Linked DNA regions of Mus musculus: region 1 is linked to region 2. Evidence: chromatin contacts called from public HiChIP or PLAC-seq data. All regions are on one chromosome and are shown on one strand. Each heading gives the region's core, a stretch centred on a gene start, on an enhancer-like site or on the middle of the called end of the contact. The rest is flanking DNA. Distances are from core to core; before and after follow the strand shown.

Region 1 (5,303 bases), core at 698-3,197, 1.1 Mb after region 2:
AACCTCAAAGTCTTACACACCAGTGTGTGGACACACTTTCTCCAAGAAAGTCACACATCCTAATCCTTCCCAAAGTGTTCTACGCACTAGGAACCAAACATTCATATATGTAAGCCTCTAGGGACTATTCTCACTCAAACCACCACAAGGCTGGAAGGCTTTTCCCTTATGTAACAGCTGTTGTTGTCAGCTTGACACACTCCTATGGGGGATTTTTTCCTGGTTGTATTATTTGAGGTCAGAAGCATCACTGTAAATCTGGGCCACACCTTCTGGTTCACTTGAAAGGACATGGAAAACTTCTTGCCTGCTTCTCCTCACTCTCAATGACAAGTTCATCTATTCTGTTCCCAAGTCATTCTTTCACTGCTGTTAGAACCTACTTCTTTGAAATTCCAATGTTGACTGAAAAGTGCCCACAATCTAGGACCTCCATGAGACTCCAGTACCAAATTGGGATAGCTGAAACATTTAATCTTGTGGACTGAACAACTACTGTATTCTTGATCTGTCAGCCAGGAGACAGCCATTGTTGGGACTACCTGGACTACAGCCTGTAAGATTCCACTTATTCTATAAGTTATGTTTCTTTAGAGAGCCCTGAGTAACATATCTTGTTTCCCTGAAATAAGATGACTTTTCTGGACCTCATTATTATTCTGGACCTTAGCACTTTTACCTACATGATCTGGTTATTCAAGAAAAAAAAATTAATTACTGCCTTTTAATCACTGCATTGGCAGGAAGGTATATTAGTATTTTATATCAGTTTTTTCTTCAATCTACTAGTTTGTCTCTGATTTACAGGACATTTAAATCTATTTACATGGTTGAGTTTGAAGCTCAGTGATAGAGCACTTTTGTTTGATACCCAGCCCTCAGTATATGTGTGTTGGTGGGGAGGGGAAATCAGCCTTAATGATAAAGGTTGATAGCATGACAGCATTTCTAGAACGAGAACTATTATCAGAGCAAACATTCCGAATGACTGTCCAGGGTCTTACAAATTCAGAAAGAATGCCTGGAGCATAATTCACATGCAAGCAACGCTTTTGTTGCTTCAAACATTGGTACTAGAGTTTAAATTTAGAGTGAGAAAAGAGATAAAGGAGGAGCAGCGGTTCCTGAGGAGGTTTCAAATGTTACCTCGAAGTTGAGTCAGTTGGCAGAACATAGAATCCCTAAAATCTATGCAAGGTTTGCTGGTTGATGAGATGCTACATGCTGTACTCCACTCCATGGAAAGGTAAGCAAACATTTAAGATGTGTTTGTCATAAATAGATATTCCTGCATTAAATATAAGAGAGCTGATTTATATTTTTAATTTTGCCATTCAATAAATATTAATAATTATCTACTCTATTCATTGTTGGGCATATCAGCACAAGCTTAGACGTGTAGACAAGTCTGAAGTTTAGAAATCTGGAAGCAATTCTATAGGCTGAGTTTGCACAGATTGAAGTAGGTGAGAGTGGTGATGACAGTCGGAAGGAAATGGTCAGATGTTATAGAAGGTCTGCTCATCATGTGAAAGAGGTTGATTTTATCTTTGAGTCAGTGAGGGAGCCAGTGAATGCTTTTACCAAAAATACAATGCAACTAGATTTTTTTTTTTTGGAACATTTACAATAGTAAAGTATGCAGCATCAATTTCATTATAGAACTACCTGTGGAGCCTTAAAATCCATCACTGCCCATGTATCACCGTGGAAAGATCCTGTTCACTTAGGCTAAGGAGTAGACAGAGTTTAAAAGCTGTCCAGGTAAGCACTTGGCTTTAGTGCAAAACCCAGGTCTGAGAACTACTACTATTGAAAGCAGACTGGGTCAGAACAACATTTCAGTGTGCTAAAGTGAGAGATTTCGGAGAGCAGAACACATAGTAGCCGAGAAATCTACATGTAGGACTTTGATTGGCTCGGTTTACAATTAGTTGTTTCACAATGATGAGAATAATAAATCTGGAACCTCCAGGATCTAAGCCACATGGCTCCACCATGTGGATAAACTGTGATATATCAAGGTGGTTGCTTGCTTTTTTTTTTTTCTTTCTGATCCTGCTACTTTTAATAATTGAATGCTAATAGAAACAAACTAAAAACCCAAAACTATTATGTTGATTAAAGGACAAATGTGTTGACTCTTAGAATATTTAGAGCTCAAATACTGCAAGACCTGAATGTGTGTGTGTGTGTGTGTGTGTGTGTGTGTGTGTGTATACTTTCTCTATTACATTTCTTTGGGCACATTTATGAAAAGAGTATTTACTTGCATTTATTTCATCTAAATGTGTTAGATAGTGAAGTGGAGTTGCATATAATTTTTGGTAGAGATACAGAGTTGCTATGAGGATTTTTGAAATGCCAAACACTTAAAACTGCTTTTTATGTCTCCAGGATGCCTTTCAAGTAGCCTATAATCACATTACATTTATTCTCAAGATATACTGAAATAGTTCAGGTAGAAATTTCTGTTGATTAGAAGAAAAGCAAAATAAATTGGCTAATTTTTACTGTCAAAATTCTTCTTCATCTTGCTTAACTACTTAAAATTTCTCTTAAAAGGCTTGAGTGTATGATTCTTAGTGACAAAATAAACCATTTTCATAGTCTGTAAACTTTCATACATGATTGCCTATTACAGTTTATTGATATCTCCTCAAGAAAATTCTGAAAATGAGATTAAGAAGAGAAATTAATATCATATTCTTAATTCTTTGGTCACCCAGCAATTTGCATAGTAAGCAGTTTCTCCATTCATAATTGAAGTGTAGTGTTTGCTTTCTAAAGGCTTGCAGAAAGCTTAAATATCAACCCTACAGTCTGACTTAATATATGAATGCAAAGATTTTTATTTTATTTTGTAATAGTTTTGTGCTGGAAGATGTATGATCCTTATCATCACTAGAACAATTTAGAGAGACATAGAAGTAATTGGGATTTAAGCTCAATGGACCTAAAGAAACTCAAATAAGTATAAGTTTGAAAGACGATGTGGTCAGGAGCTATGACAAGAGAGAAAAATCTAGAAAGAGAATGTAGTCTACAACCTAATAGCATGACTTCCCTGGGGAGCAAGATGGGAATAAACCTGGGGCCTGACCTCCTAGATCAAAGTCAGCATTTTAACAAGATCCCCCAGGTGACTTGTATACATACTAAACTCTCAAAACCAGTCTCCTGGGACAGCATTGAATTAACTGTACTCTATAATGGGTCAGAGAGTAAATATTTTAGGCCTTGCAGGTCAAGTGCTCTGTATCCACAGCTGTAGCCTGGAAGCAGTGCTGGATGACAGCAAGCAAATGAGTGTGGAAACTGGTGGAGGAGCACTTAAATGATAACTCCTCTCCCTGTCCAACTAACTCTTTCATGTTCAAAAACAATTGTTGTCATGACTGCTTCTCATGATTCCTGGCACTTCAGGTGCTCAATGGAACTGTTTCCTGGGCTGGAGGTTACAGAAAGAAGATTGGGTTATAGGATTTCTCAGCATCCATAACTATGTTCATCAATTTTTTATATAAACACATGCTCAATCACAACAATGGACCAGTGTGAAGTGGTAATAGAGAAAAATAAAGTATATGTGTTGGATACCGTGAGCCAGCCAATTACGAGAATTTGAGAGCTGGGTAACTCTGAACACAATCTAGAACACCTCTTGGAAGCTGTGTTGGTTGTTTTTTGTTAACTTTGTTTAACTTTGTTAAACTAGGGTCATCCAAGAAGAGGGAATGTCTACTGAGAAAATGTCTCTATCACATTGGCCTGTAGGCAAGTGTAAGGGGCAAATGTAAGGGTCCTCTGGATTTTGGAGAACCTAGTCTACTGTGGGAAGTTCTAATGGCTTACCTAAGCTCCTAGAAAGGTGGGCCTAGATGAAAGAAGGCTGAGCAAGTCATCAAAAAAAGCAAGCCAGCAAGCATCATTCCTCCACAATCTCTGTTTCTGTCCCTTTCTCCAGATACCTGCTTTGATTTCCTGTCCTGACTTTTCTTCATGATGTTTATATGTCATAAGATGAAACAAACCCTTTACTCCCTGTGTTGATTTTAGTCAGGGTATTTATCACAGCAATGGAAAGCAAATGAGGACAAAACAGAAACTATATAGTGAAAGTTTTGGTTGTTTCACTGACACTGAAGAAAAGTCATCAACAGAAAAAGATGACACATTGAGTACTTTCTCTCTCTCTCTCTTTCTTTCTCTCGCTCATTCATCTCTCATGTATAACATCCTGACTGCTGTTTTCCCTCCCTCCCCTACTTCTACAAGTAGCCAAAAGAGTCAGAGACAGCACCCACCCCTGCTGCTAGGATGCCCACAAGACCACCAAGCTATTCAGTCACAACACATATCAAAGGTCCTAAGTCAGACACCTACAGGATCTCTGATCTCTGTGAGCCCCTATGAGTCTCAGTCAGCTGATTTTGTGGGTCATGTTCTTATGGTGTCCTCTGGTTCCTAATAACTCTGGTACTGCACGTGTCTTGATGAAGACCTACAGTCTGAGATTATTGAAAATAAGATGCTGAATTACTTTTTGTGTCTGATTAAATTGTAACCGAAGCTCAACTTCCTGCCTCATGGGGCACTTATGTCAAACTGAAGGCACTGGTTAGGAAATAATATCATATAATATGGGATGAAGAGGAGTGAGAAGATCAGGAAAAAAACTGCTGAAATTGAGCCCCTAAAGTTTATTCTTTGCTAACGGAAGTTTCACTCCCTTTGCTCACAGTATCAACCTCAATATTATAGTGTAAAACTACCAGGTCTGCACTGTCTGAGCAGCTTTAATGACTGTCACTGTGGATTCGTTTCAAGACCCACTTCATTGCACTTATCTCTTCTTTGATTTTAGACTTGTAATTAGACTCAGGTCCTACAAGCCCTAAATGAAGTACAAAGTGTGACCCATGCAAAAAAAGAGCTGCAATACGGAAAAATTTCCTAGCTTTTCTACTTCATACAGGTATACATACAGAAATTATGGATGGGAGTGGATGGAAGAGTGTGCGATAATGGCAGAAGGAGGAAAAAAAATGGATAGTTCTAGATAGACTTTGCAGTGGGGGCTACAATTACCTGGGATATGGATTTGCTTTTCTTGCATTCAGTACTTTTACATGATACTTTATCCATTGTTTAAACTTTATTGTAACCAACTTCCCTGTACAATAATCATGGTAATGGGCTTCATACTCGATGTATGCGGTAGAACTTGCCATGTTTTTCACCATCCCAGAGCAGTAGTTTTGATAAAAAGCTTAGAGTAGTATTTTGAAGATTAATTAATA
Region 2 (5,186 bases), core at 1,397-3,896:
TGTACTCTGGCTCATTCTTCTCATTGTTTTATTTCTTATTGTTCTGGCTTTCTTTCATTTCAGTGAAAAAGAGGCGGACATGTTTGGGAAGACAAAAATGTTTACCTAGTTAATATTTTCATATAAAGAAAGTCTAGGCACCTTCTACATTGTTATATGGCCTTTGTTGCACCACTAATGTGGAAGCTGAATTTTAATTACAAAATACCGTGAAGGGAATGCAGTAGGAACACGTAGCCCTTGAGTGTTAGCCAAATGACAGCAGGTTTAATAGCAGGAATGGCTATGCTTGGGATCCATATGCATGTTCAACTCACACATTGAGGCAACGCAATAAAGCAGAGAGAAAGCAGCTGATACACAAAAGGGACCGTCTAGACAGTGCCCCATCAGTCTGGCTAAATTTGGTGCTGGCATCCCCAATGGGATTGTAATATAATTGTTCTGGTGTCTGCGTTCATTCCCCTTGTCAAACACCATTCCAAAAACACATCCTTCTCCCCCCAATCTTTCTTCTTCCACAAACATGAAACCCAAACTATACAGTGCTGGAGAGGGCATGAGATGGTCCAGGCCCAGGAAAACATTACAATTCAGCAGAATTGCACTGTTTAATTTCCTTTTTAAAAAAAAAAAAATTTCCCTGTTAGATAACTCTGATGTAATTAATTTCACTGAATCTTAACAATTTAAAATTACAGAAAAAATTTAAATGCAAATATAAACAGCCTTAAAATACTGAGCATCATAGATGAAAGCAAACAGGCCTTCTATTCCTTTGTACTCATTAACCTCTGTTACAAAATTTAACAGAAATCAGAGCTGTGGAAGTATAGAAAAGGACATGGATCATAAATCCTAATGAGGAAAAGGCTAATGAAAACAGGGTTAAGCAAAAGCACAGAAAATATCAATTGTGTGGGGTTTTTTTCTGTCTTGAGTTTAAAGCCACTGTATTTTCTTTCTCTCTAGACAGCTCATGAAAGTTACATTTCTGTGAACTTGTGAAATGAATGATTTTATGTCTTTGGATTTTTAAAAGAGAAATCAGCAATCTACTTGCTCATAATAATTATTAATTTATATTTTAAAATATTCTAGTTTAAGAAATCAAGAAAAATGAAAATCATTACTTAAAGAATAAAATAAAATATACATCATTAAAATGAATAATGCATAGATTATTGATAGAAATGTTTATAATCTAAAAACTTCCAAAACACTGGAATTAAAACTGTCAGAACCCACCGCCCCCAATGAAAATGCAGATTTGAAAGTTGATAATAATCTAACTGCATGCAATTATTTTGTTATCTATGGACACTGTTGAGATGTTTACATTAATTAAGAAGCCCATTTTTATAGCCATTTTTTAATACCCAGAAAAATGAGATTGGGAAAGAAGCTGGGCTACTGAGTGGGTATGTATTCCTGAGAGTGTGTCTGGATTTGTTTTTCTGTTTGGGGGGCTTGAATAACCCGTCCCTGGTGCAATAAAGAGAGATTTGTCTCCCTGCTTTCTAGCACTTTGGTGATGCTAGAGTAGGGTGCCAAGTAAGTTAAGCAAGTCTCCCATCCGCATCAGGAACCACCTTAACCTAGAGAGCTATCAAGGAAAATACTTTGGGATCTAGATGCTGGCTTTGACCAACTGTAGGAGGCTAAGAGGCAAACAGACCCACCAAAGTCTGACAAAGGCAAGAAGTCCCTGAAGACACAAGGCAAAAAGACAGAGCAACAACCCCATAGAAAACTACACTTACAGCAGCTCAGAAATACACAAATACCGTTTAGAAATGGCCTAAAATTCTCACATGGGAACAAAAGGTTAACTATATGATTAAGAGATATATTGTTCTGTTTTTGATTTAAAAAAAAAAAAAGAAACACAATTTGTGACTTCATATTTTTTTCCTTTCATCTTATAAAATTCTCATTCTGAATTTGAGCATGGGTACGAGAAGTACGGTAATTAACAGAGTCAACAATACAATATTTTAACAGAATATCCACCTGCAGCTGGTTCTTTGCTTATAATTGTTTCATTATTCATTTTATTTCTTGAGCACGCACTGGTGGAAAGCAAAAGAAAGGCATACTGTAGGCCTCCCTGAGATGAAACACTGTAGCAAAAGCTGAGTTTTATACTTGGTTTTCAAACTATTGAATAATATCCTATGAGACCTCTTAGGTCTTAACTGGATTAAAATGAATATATTTGTGCTCCTGCTCTTCAGTTAACTAATGTGCATGTGAATTGACGCTGCGAGGGAGCCACACTGAGAGTAGATGCAGGGGACAGGACGAGTGTCGCTGTGCAAAGGAGTGAGCAGGCTGCCTTTGCCTCCGACAAAATGAAAATGAGCAGGCCTTGGGGTCTGGTGCATTTTGTCGGGGCCAGAAGAGCAGCTGAGCTGAGGGATGAAGGGGGAGGGGAAAGGGTGGTGGTAAAAGGGAGGTGGAGAACAGGGTGTGGGGTGTGTGTGTGTGTGTGTGTGTGTGTGTGTGTGATCACTCTGAGGTTTTAGTTATGACTGTGGTGCTTGCGGTTTTTGTTTAGTTGTCTCGCAGCATAAACAGCCTTGAGCTTCAGGTTCAGGGTGGAGTGCATGCAAAGGGAATGTCAACGTAGTTCTCTTTCTGTCCTTTCCCCGTGGTTGCTACTCAGAAAACTGTGGCTGGGAAGGAGTGGGATGGGGGGGAGGTGAAGTAAAGAGAAGGGGGTCTGTCTGCAGCTGCCCCTCTCACACTTGAATAAAAGAACTTTTTTTTTTCAGGGGTAGGGAAGCTGTGAATACCTTTCCCAATAAGAGATGAGGCATATTGAAAACTATATTAAATTACCCTGATTAACAATTTAGCCACGAACAGGGGAGCTTTGGGAGATCTCTATAGGCAGGACTGGGGGCTATTCATGCCAGCAGCTAAGAGGTCGAAAGGTTTCTGAAGTTCACAGGCTCAGAGCCTTTGTTATGCTAACAGACAATCTCAAATCAGCTGCCTAGTGGAGTGTGAAATATAAATGATTCCTTGAGAACTTCCAGTAAGTTGTCACTCTTGCTCTCCAAATACCAGGACAGGCTGCTAATTTCTAGCAGACCCTTTTGCAACATCGCTAGCCCTAAATGAATGCCTTTGTAGTTCAAATAATCTTTTCAAGGGAGCTGTCCTATCATCATAGCCCAAACGCATCTTGGTTTTGACTATTAAATGAAAATCAGAGTTCAGCCCTGCTTGACTTTTCCAAGCAGCCGATGTTTGGGAAGGGTAGAGGCAGCTCTCATGCACAAGAAGTTAGCACCCACTGCAGGAGGGCCAGGGCATTAATAACAGCTACAGCCATGACTACCCCAACTCCAACCCCCACCCCTACCCCTACCAGGAACAAAGCTCCTGGAGAGATTTACAGGGGGCTCCCCTCAGGCTGGACTACCTTCTTCTTTCAACCATACCAAGTCTTCTCTGATTTATGGACCCTCTGTCCAACAGGACAGCCAGCTGACCTGTTAGCATCTCACTGGTCACTTTGAAGCAGCAACCTTAGGGATGAATATATTCATTCTTTAGGGCAGATGAGGCCAAGAAGAAGAGGACAAGGTGTATGTCCAGGCTGTGCCCTTAGTATCAGAAGCTTGTGCATATTTTTTCCTTTTCCCATAAGTGTAAAAGCATGGCTTAAGGTCTTGGGTAGAATCTGTGAGCATGTCCAGAGAACTGTCTTAGCTCTTCACATCTGAATCTCAAAGCTTTGAAAATAAGGAAAAACACTACCAGTCCAAACCTCATATAAGTTCTGAGAGCAACAATGAGAATGTACTAAGGGAAGTATGGCCAAATCAAGCGATCTAGTAGAAAAGGGTAGGGCCAATTTAAAAAATAAAGAAATCACAGAAGAGAGGGCAGAGCAAAGGCTGAGAGGCACCCGTCTCCATGAGTCTGCACAGAGAAACAGCAGCAGGCAACCTGGCCCTTAACATTTGGGGAGAGGATTTCTGACTTCACGGTCCTCAACTTTTTGTTGAAACACTAAAAGGTCCATAACATCTCTGAATTCTCCAAATAGGGCAAGGCTGATTTCTGGGGCAAATAAAAAGTGTGTGGGGAGGGGGGGGGGGGAATCAGATGATTGTATCTCTGAATACATTCTCACAGTAAGTTCTTAAACATGAGGTAACATGTGAGCAATAAATTGAAGACGCTCTCAGAGTCTTAGAAAGAGATCTATCCATGCAAAGAGCTGAAGGCCGGCATGCTCCTCATCCTCTTCCAACTACAATTTCTAACTACTGTTGCTATAGCAACTTATGTAAACAAACACTTTTTTCTTTCTAAGGTAACTAGGACTTAGGACCATGCATTAAAACATAAATGACTGAACAATATGAATGGCTCGGTATCTCCCAACAGCTTAAATGTTATATAGCTATGCACTCAAATGTTATTTTTTACAAATAATCAGTATACAAAGTCAATCTGAAAAGAACTCTGAGATTTAACTCGGAGGCTTTAGTCAATATAGTGTAAGGTACTTTTCAATTATTATTATTGTTCAAATCCTTATTTCAATTTTTAAAATCTGCAGGTAATATTGTTTGGGAGAATTAGTTCAGATCACTAACATTAAAAAGTAAAAGTTCATAGTTTCTTCAGTCAAATGTTAGAATTGAACAATAGCTTGTTGCTGACCTGCTCAGACCCTTCTCAGAGGGACATAGAGCAAACTTGTCCCCCAATTTCAGATAGTAAAGTGATGAGCTCTGAATTTCTGAATTACAAAAGGCAGGCAGTATTGATCAAAAAGTTGAGTGGATGTGATACAATTGCTTAAACTCAAATATTATTCCCTTTCTACTTAAAAAGAAAGAAAGAAAGGAAGAAAAACCTAAGTCAATATTAAACTGTAGGATGTCTACCTGCTGCTGACACATGCAGGACATTCAAAGGAGAAGTGTTTGCCCTGTGCTTTCCAAATTCTTATGTCACCAATTGCACATGCCCTCTCTCCTTAACACTTCAAAACGGGGGAGGAAACGCTTTTGTGTTCAAACTGCAGAGAAAAGGTTTGTGAGTTGAGTGCCATGTATGCCAGCCATGTGTGCCAGCTCCACTCTGGGGAGCTACTGTTTCTCCCCTGCAGTGGTTTTTCTCTGTCCACGGCTTTTGCACATCTTAAACTCTGACCACTT

The links. HiChIP or PLAC-seq counts read pairs in DNA pulled down with a chosen protein or histone mark.
Region 1: an H3K27ac HiChIP or PLAC-seq map of VIP interneurons shows a contact between it and region 2, with 6 times the contacts expected there. The contact joins two enhancer-like sites. A contact is called at or near these places in 1 of 39 promoter capture datasets (hippocampal neurons), 4 of 484 Hi-C or Micro-C datasets (cerebellum, cortical neurons and forebrain) and 3 of 115 datasets of contacts at active chromatin or transcription factors (VIP interneurons, astrocytes and embryonic forebrain).

What each region holds. Positions count from the first base shown.
Region 1 is chr13:85,162,969-85,168,271 of GRCm38.p6, forward strand. No RefSeq gene overlaps it. Among named protein-coding and RNA genes, the nearest start is that of Ccnh, 24 kb to the right of the region's middle. Within about 2 kb of position 1,948, at least 13 of the 459 cell types and tissues checked have an H3K27ac peak or open chromatin away from gene starts, as enhancers often do. A contact at or near this core is called in VIP interneurons, where this site is marked.
Region 2 is chr13:84,056,830-84,062,015 of GRCm38.p6, forward strand. All of the region lies in intron 1 of Gm17750 (predicted gene, 17750), which reads right to left. Among named protein-coding and RNA genes, the nearest start is that of Gm17750, 5.4 kb to the right of the region's middle. RefSeq lists an enhancer at 1,402-4,245. Within about 2 kb of position 2,647, at least 74 of the 459 cell types and tissues checked have an H3K27ac peak or open chromatin away from gene starts, as enhancers often do. A contact at or near this core is called in VIP interneurons, where this site is marked.